Regions from separate parts of the Mus musculus genome. Here regions 1 and 3 are each linked to region 2. The links are chromatin contacts, called in public HiChIP or PLAC-seq maps. All regions are on one chromosome and are shown on one strand. The core of a region is the stretch at or near the end of the contact, and the rest is flanking DNA. Distances in the headings are between cores, read along the strand shown.

Evidence for each region. HiChIP or PLAC-seq counts read pairs in DNA pulled down with a chosen protein or histone mark.
Region 1: a contact with region 2 is called in an H3K27ac HiChIP or PLAC-seq map of large pre-B cells, with 2.5 times the contacts expected there. The contact joins two enhancer-like sites. A contact is called at or near these places in 1 of 15 datasets of contacts at CTCF or cohesin (large pre-B cells) and 2 of 115 datasets of contacts at active chromatin or transcription factors (astrocytes and large pre-B cells).
Region 3: a contact with region 2 is called in an H3K27ac HiChIP or PLAC-seq map of large pre-B cells, with 2.1 times the contacts expected there. The contact joins two enhancer-like sites. A contact is called at or near these places in 1 of 15 datasets of contacts at CTCF or cohesin (large pre-B cells) and 1 of 115 datasets of contacts at active chromatin or transcription factors (large pre-B cells).

What each region holds. Positions count from the first base shown.
Region 1 is chr11:45,882,474-45,885,175 of GRCm38.p6, reverse strand. It overlaps Clint1 (clathrin interactor 1), which reads right to left. Exons shown (of 12, transcript NM_001045520.4): 2 at 1,362-1,466; 3 at 748-844. Among named protein-coding and RNA genes, the nearest start is that of Clint1, 32 kb to the right of the region's middle. Within about 2 kb of position 1,400, at least 66 of the 459 cell types and tissues checked have an H3K27ac peak or open chromatin away from gene starts, as enhancers often do.
Region 2 is chr11:45,322,495-45,325,272 of GRCm38.p6, reverse strand. No RefSeq gene overlaps it. Among named protein-coding and RNA genes, the nearest start is that of Gm12159, 210 kb to the right of the region's middle. Within about 2 kb of position 1,417, at least 14 of the 459 cell types and tissues checked have an H3K27ac peak or open chromatin away from gene starts, as enhancers often do.
Region 3 is chr11:44,763,839-44,766,912 of GRCm38.p6, reverse strand. All of the region lies in intron 6 of Ebf1 (early B cell factor 1), which reads right to left. Among named protein-coding and RNA genes, the nearest start is that of Ebf1, 150 kb to the right of the region's middle. Within about 2 kb of position 1,647, at least 23 of the 459 cell types and tissues checked have an H3K27ac peak or open chromatin away from gene starts, as enhancers often do.

The DNA.
Region 1 (2,702 bases), core at 151-2,650, 560 kb before region 2:
AAGCTCTGAGTTCAGTGAGACTCTGCTCATAAAATGGAATGCCTGAGGAAGACACAGGAGCAAAGCTCTGGCCTCCCTATACTTCCAAACACACATACAGTGGCACATTACACTCAGACACTCAACAACAGTAACAGTAACAACAAAATTCTAGTTAAAACAGGTTTTTAATTCTGAGAGTCAAAATGTCACGTTGCAAATGTGAACACTGCTGTGGTCTGCTACGTGTGAGAGTGAATCCTTTTGGCGTACAGCATGTTTTGAGAAGCAGGAAAACATGATTAACTAGGAAGACCATCACCTTGCTTTAGAAATACAGAATCAAAATGAGATGAATCCGAGGAAAAGTCCACACACAGGTGAAGCCAGAAGTCTGCACACCTCACTCTCAGTGCCAGTCCCAGCTTATAGACTTCGCTGAGCGGAATGGTGCTATCACCCAACCACAAATTAAACAAAGCTGTTTACAGAGGTGACAAACATGAGACTGGTTTTTAATTTTAAACAGTCAAGTAGCAAACTTGCATATGAGTAGAGATTAAATACTCAAAACACCTCAACAGATTTAGTAGGAAAAAATTTAAGAAACAATAAAAATCTTCAATATTTAGAAGAACATAAGTCTGAACACACTCTGTACTATGAAGGGCTGTTTATGACTGGAAAACAGTGTGTGTCTCGGAAAAGTCTAGAAACTTAGTGGACTACAGTCATGTCAACACTCGCTCTTGTAGGCTTCCACCATACCTTATAAACTCTTCTCCAGTTCTTTTTGTTGTCTTTTAGCATCCGGGACCAAAGCATGTTCATGAGTTCTGGGAACTGCTCATACATAAAGGTAGCCCTGAAAGAGAGGAGTTTCCTTAAGCATCTGTAGTAGCATAAATCTGACAATAGATGGCAGCCTTGCTCTAGGTTCTTTGGACTACCCAAACAGCTTAGAAAAAAAATAAGCCGAAATCAAATTTTAATGACACTCCTCCTAAAACACACTTCCTCTTATTCTTCACAACACACAGCACATCATGAGGAATCACGGTGCCATCCTGCAAGCTTTTTCTTCATGGCCTCAGTGCCCCACATTGTCACCAAGAAAAAAGTGTGTGATTTTTTTTTACTTCAAATATTTTATACGTGTTCTTCAAAATTTGCAAGGAAAGCTATTAAGTCTTGGCTGACGCATCATTAAAAGCTAATTTTTAATGGGAATGGAACCTATATAAAACTCTCCACACTAATCAAAATGGATTATGCAGAACATATGGCTGATAGTTAAACAGGTTAAAACTGAAAGCAAACTTCACTTTCTGTGTAAAGACACTTTGATTCTTTCTGTACTGTTGAGTCAAATTACCACTTACTTGGCAATCTCTCCCATGAGCTGCCCAGAAGGTCCCCAGGGATCATCATTCGTTGCTTCTCGAACCTTAGACTCAATCTCTGAGTAATTCATAACCACATTGGTGCTGCAGAGGGAAAATGCACATGTGCATGTGCACACACACACATATAGATACATAAAGATTAGCATCAAAACTGAGCAACACATGAAAACTAAATGATACTAACGTATGTCTTAATGAGCCACATCTATGGAGTGGGGGGCAGCTCTGCTCACAGGCTACTCCAAAGACACGACATTACACACTTAAGTTATCTTAAGAATTTAGCTTTCAAGAATGCAGAGGAATGTCATCAGCCCTGGCCCAAGTCCAGGAGACATGGTCTGATCTCAAAGACAAACGGACACGCTCAAGTCTATCACAGAGCCAGGATGTTCACCTTCTCTCTGCCCGTGCTTTACAAGAGGTCGGGTTTGTGTTTATAGGAATTCTGTTCTCTTACACTAAATTACAGTGGACAATTCTGTGTGACATTTAAAAAAGACATAACACAAAGAGAATATTCTACAACTGTTTAAAACTATTACCAACATTTCCTTCTGTATCAGTGTTTTTCTCTAACAAAAACTTAATTATTAGTTATTGTAAACCTCACACCTTCACTGGCTACATAATATTTTACTGGGAAATGATATTTAACTTTTCCTTGAGACTTCTAGTTTTTTGACAAGAACATGGGAGACAGAAAACCTGATTCCAACCCCATTTCATGAAGCAGTTTTGTTTTAACCTTGGTTTCAACTGTAGACTGGGAAGAGGCTCTGTACACCTCAAAAGACAGCATAGAAACTGGTGCTGCTCTCCTGCCTGACAGACAGGTGATGCTCAGTTAATAACTGAGAGCCATCCTATAGCAAGAAAGAACGCTTTCAAAGGGTAAGACACAAGACAGCAAAACACTTGATTTTTTTTTTTTAAACAGCCATGTGTATGGGATCTGAAGGAAGAAAAGCCATAAAAATGTGAGTTCATCTGATGTATATAGTTCCCATTACTACTGAATGTGTGTTCTAACAGATGAACACAGCAACACAAAATCAAAACTAATAAATGAGTGAATAAAATCAGATTTAGATAGCTACTACTCATATATCCTCCCTTCTTTTGCTATGTGGCTTTTTAAAAGTCATCAAAAGTTGTTTTCTAAATACGGAAGGATCAAGGCTCAGCGCTTTTAGACCTTGTCTGCTGCCATTCGTTCCTTCAAGGAGTTTAGCTTAGTTAAGTCACTGACAAACAGATCCACATCAGCACTGAGACAGTCACATATAGACAGTTGGTCAGGTCACAGAACAAACA
Region 2 (2,778 bases), core at 168-2,667:
CTTATAGAGTCTCTAAGGTAGGCTAGTTCTCTTGTAGGGGCATGGGCTACCAGTCCCAGACATGGAATCTGTCCTTCAGTTATTCCATAGCACTTGATAGGCCTCTCACAAACTCCCCAATACACATACCTATTTGTGTTTTGTCTTATTGTTTTATTTAGAATATAAGTTAATTGATCGTATGCTGTTACCTTGATAATTTTTGTACTTGTAAGTGTGCTCACTCATGAGAAAGCTATATCTGATTTGTTTATGGATTCTATATGGATAATAATAAATGTCTCTGAGTATGGCAATTTCATATAGGACAGTATGATAGTTAATTTTCATTGTTAGCTTGACTGGGATTAAAGTCACATGGGTATGTCTGTGAAGGTTTCTTCACAAAAGTTTTACTGAGGCCAACCAAATGTAGAGGCATTGTCCCCTCAGGCTGGGGACAGAAAGTGGAGTGGGCAGCTGTGTTCGTGTCTTGTTGCTTCATGACTGAACACAGTGTGGCTGTCTTCCACATACTCTTGTCCCATGCCTTCCTGTCATTAACAGATTCCCTCAGAATTATGAACTGAAACACACCCCCAATTTTATGTTGGGTGTTTTACTGCAGAAACCTAAAAAGCAATACAATTATTTTTGGAGATAGTCTCCCAAACTGTAGTTCAGGCTGGTCTGGAACTTCCTATGTAGTCTGAGCTGACTATGAATGTGTGGTAAACTTCCTGCCTCAGCTCCATGAATGCTGGGATTTAGGTATGAGCCCTGATTCCCTGTTCTTCCACAGTGCTCAATTCATAGAATCCCCTGGAAACATTCATTAGTCATCCTTACCATCCATTGATCACTGTGGTATTTTGTGAATCATTCTTGCTACTTCTTACCTATCACTTAGTTCACTAATGTTCCTATTTCAGAGTCACGAGCTGAGGCACAAGGAAAGTGAGGTGGTAACCAGAGGCCATCTCGCTAGTGCAGAGCAGAGCAGGGTAAGCAGTATGTGGATCCTACAAGACTCAAAGCTCTTGATGTGAAGAACTGAGTAAGAGAAGCATCTAGTTGGACTCTCAAGCTGGAGATGGGGAAATGACAGACTGACAGTCAGTATTGCTCTCTCAGGTCCTATGGGCTATAAATGCAAAGTCGATGGTGCCAGTAAATGAGAGAAAATTTAACCCTCAATTTGTGTCAAACTCAAGTTCTGTAAATACTAGTTAGATCTCATCAAACCACTTGTCAAAGTGCCAAGAAGGGTTTCATTTTTTAAAAGCACATGCAACTTCTTTCAATCTGCTTGACTGGCCAAGCCAGGAAAAACAGGAAAAGGATTTTATTCTGTGAAGATCACCCCCACCCTCACTGTGGTTGTTGGGCCAAGCCGGCCTGCCAAGTAGACAGTTAAAAGAGTCAACCAGGTGTGGGCAACGTCTCCAAGGCTGATACAGAAATAGGCATTAACTTTAAAGCCACTAGCTTTAATGTCGGGGAAGAACATGTAAGGCGTGCACATGTAAGGCGTGTCTAGTCAGAGAAGCTATCATGACACAAGCCCAAATGGGACAAGACATTTATTTGCATTAGATCCTGAGGTCCCCATGAGAGAGCTATGGCGAGGGGATCTTTCTTTCTTCACAGTGCTTAGCATTTTAAGTCTGGTGGAGCAGGCTGGGTAGTTATGACTCATTTTATGAAAGGAAGATCTTGAGATTCCTGCAGTAAATACCTGGGAGAGAGAGAGAGAGAGAGAGAGGGAGAGAGAGAGAGAGAGAGAGAAACAGAGACAGAGAGACAGAGACAGAGAGACAGAGACAGAGAAAGAGACAGAGAGAGAGAGAGACAGAGAGAGAGAGAGAGAGAGAGAGAGAGAGAGAGATCCAGAATTTGAGCAACTCAACTTTCATGGTATATGGGATTTAAAAAGCAGAAGATTACAAAGTTACACTGCCTGGAATATCTGAAGTATAGATCTTCCCCTTTCTCCCTCCCTTCATCCCTTCTTCTCCCCTGCCTCTCTCTGTCTGTCTCTGTCCTTTCTCTGTATGTATCCATGTGCTGCTATCTGCTTTGGATCTTCTGGTTTCAAGAGAACAAACCACAGATACATACATACACACACACACAAATGCACATACACACATATACATGAATGCACATACACACATATAGAAAGAGAGACAAGGATAGAGATAGATAGAGGCAGGGGAGGAGAACAGATGGAGGAAGAGAGAAGGGAGAAGATCTACACTTCAGGTATTCTGGGTAGTGTCACTTTGTAGTTCTATTGAATCTTCAGCAGGAATTTGCACTGGTAAGGGCCAGAACATCCAGGTCTCTGTGGGATATAGTTTATTCTACACCAACCCATTGTAGCAATAAGAAGATTTTCTTGTCTCATTAGAGTTTTGGCTTCACTAATCAAGAAAGACAAAAGATGAACGCAGAAGTTTACATTTGGGAAAGATGCTCAGGATACATTGAAACTGAGTTCCTGCTGAACTAACCATCATGAAAGCTCTACATAGTGCTATTGTGTGTGTGTGTGTGTGTGTGTGACCAGTGTTGGCAGGTATAACCATATCATACCCAAGGACATAACAATATACAATCAGTTACTGCAGACTTTCTAGACTCCCATTGCCCTTAAATAGGTAGATGGATCGCTGGATTGTAAGGTATAGGCTTAGGGTAGACTGGAGAGTCCTCTTTAAAAATGAGGGCAATCATAGAGGAAGTAAGCCATTAGGAAGTCTGCACAATCGAGGTTACTTCTAAACCCGTCCTTAA
Region 3 (3,074 bases), core at 398-2,897, 560 kb after region 2:
TCCTTACCTAAAAGTTGCTTCATCTGCCCTAAAAGGAAAAAATTAATTCAGTTCAGATTCAATTTCCTAAGAATTAATTGGCTGCAAATATCTGAACACTGTAGCTGGGGATAGAAGGATCAGATATCTGGACTTAAAAGAGAAAAGTGAACCTACTTCAATCTGTTCTTTTAAAATGACTTGCACAAAACTTCTTTTTTTCTAGATATTCAGATATTCAATTACCACTTTTGAATAAGGAAATTATATATATATGTATATATATATATGTGTATATATATATATATACATATATATATATATATATATATATCCACTGAGTACTACATAGCTCTGCATTCAATAGGTAAGAGTTAAACAGAAAGTAATTTGTTGCTACTTGCAGGCATACATCACCAGTAAGATGTGTGTTCCCATTTAAAGGCTGCACATCTGGGATCAGTTGACGTATCCATCTGCTAACTACCCCAGTAAACAGTATGTCTGGGACCGTCAAACTCCTGCATCCATCACAAATTCCTGCTTTAATTGTGTGTTTACGTGGCAAACCTCTGCTTAAGTATATTTTAATACTGTTTTAAGCAGTTGTAATTGCTCCTTTCTTCTCCATAGTAACTCCAACACGTTTTATTTACCATTACGACAGACTGGGATTCTGCTAGCCCCATAGATAAATAAAGACATAAACCCTCATCCTGTACCAGAAAGAAACAGCAGAAGCTGTGAGGCCAAAACCAAGGGCTTTGATCTCCCAGCCCAGACATCATGGGTCTCTTGCATGAAATCAGTGCTTTGAGTCACAAGTTCAAATCTCTGCAAGGCCACTTCTGTCTTGCTCTATATTTTCAACTGGAGGAAAGGAATGGAGGAGGAGGAGGAGGAGGAGGAGGAGGAGGAGGAGGAGGAGGAGGAGGAGGAGGAGGAAAGCTTTGAAGAGAATAGTCAAACCTCTTACCTTGAGAAAGATAAGAAGCCAGCCACAGGTTTCCTTCATTGTCTTTAAGGATTGTTAATGTTCTGTGTATTAGAGAGTGAGAACTTCAAAGTTTTATAAGAGCTGGGCATCTTAAGGTTTAGGAGAGTGGATGGGGACAACGGGAGGGATTAACATGTGCTGAGGATGCCTAAAGTCACGTAGTGTAGCCTTAGATCTTACTGAAATGTTTTCATCGTCTCTTGATTGTGTTGGGAATGTGGGGAGCAGAGGCATCCCTGTTGCCATTCATGGCACAAGTCTGGAGGTTCCAAGAACAACTTTTAAGAACCACTTCTACCCTCCCACCATGTGGATTCCAGGGAAGATACTCAAGTCACTGCCCTTACCACCTGGTCCATCTTGCTGCCCCCTGAGCTGACTTTAAAGCTAGGATTTCATAATTGAGTTTACTAACAACCTGAAATCACAAGAAAATGGACGAGAAAGGGGAGGGGAGGGAAAGAGAAGAAGGCAAGGGCAAAAATGAAGGGGAAAACAAAAAGAAGAGGAGAGAGCAGCAGCCTCCATAATTAGGGAGAACTATGCAGAGGTCCCCTCACACAAGAGGGGATTTTACTATATTTTTCCAGCCTGCCCAACATATATATGTATAGCAGGATGTCAGACTTCACACGGTACTGTTTGGCCACTCCTCGGGTTTGAGGAACTGAAAATCTTGTGTGCCTGTGTATTATTGTACTGATGCAAATAGTGGACTTTTCTACTCGATTGACCATCATTTTCTCAGGCTGTTCTGTTTGCCACTTTCGGTTCCTACCTCATCTGTAAACGCTCACATAGTCATGGGGCAGAGCAGGGCACAGCCTCGGGGCTGCCAGCTGAGGACCCTCCTTTAGAGTTCAGGACTTACTTCCGATCAATCCAGTTAAATCACGGGTTGAATAGAAGCCGATCACCGAGGCCAGAGAGACTGGCTTGTCGAAGACACGGATTTCCAAGACTCTCAGCAAAGATGCTGGAGGCCGCTTTTTGCCTTGAGAATACTGAATGCAACTCCAAATTGCTTTTAATTCATTTGCCTTTGTGAGTTGGCCCCGTGAAAATGGATAAACCATCGCGTGTGAGGAATTGTTCTTCAGGGTGGCCCCTACTTAACAAGAGGGTGCTGTTTGATCTGTTTGATAATGATTACTGGTGTCTGTTCAGGCCTAAAGAGAAATAGGGGGTTTACTTCAGCAACCTCAAGCTTCCTGCCAAGCCAGTGCAGGCTGGTAAGAGTGTGGCAGGCGCAGAGGTCGTATGGCCCGCTAACCTCTTGGACAGTCTCTCTGTGTCTGTGACTAGGAAGCACTGAACACTCTTTCTGGACACCAACCTATGAGCACAAGTCCAAGATGGAGACACTCTGCACTTCTTGCCTACTCATTCCTCAGACCATTTTTCACTAGGACTTGTGGAGCCTTGAATACACATAAAAGGAAACTGAATTACTACTAAGGGGGAAATAACCTGAATCAACACAGGCCGGTGTGTGCCGGGTCTATTTTTATCCTGCAATCCTCAGAGGGGAGCGGGCACTGCAGAGAAGTAACTGGAATGCATTTATATCAACTTTAGACCTTATATCCAGTAATTGGCAGAGGTAAGATTCAAACTCAGGTCTCAGTCAACAGCATAAAACTTCAGCCCTCCCTGTTTGGTATCACCAGTAGCCAAGCCACATTGTTTTGTCCAGCACAAAACAGCCAGGGTTTCACATGAGGTCAAATTGGTTTCAAGCCAATTTCAACCCGTGCAAGCAAGGGTTAGACTTGCAAATGAACCCATCCTACCCTGTTCTGATGTTTCAGAAAACTCCTGCAAACTCTCTGCTGCTCATCTTTGGAAGCCATGTAAAATGATGGAGTCCCATCTCAGTCACCACCTTTCCCTGAGAGACACAGGATTTCTGATTGCAGTTGATGGTTTTTCTAGGACAGATCTCTGCTGGCTAATTATACCCTCATGGAATGAGTGTTGCCTGCACTGGAGAGGTTCATAGGTACTGTAGGTTTAGGCAGCAACCAAAACGAAAAGAAAGAACAGGATGATGCTTAATTATGAAATATCTGAAGGGGGTTAACTGTAATAATAACCA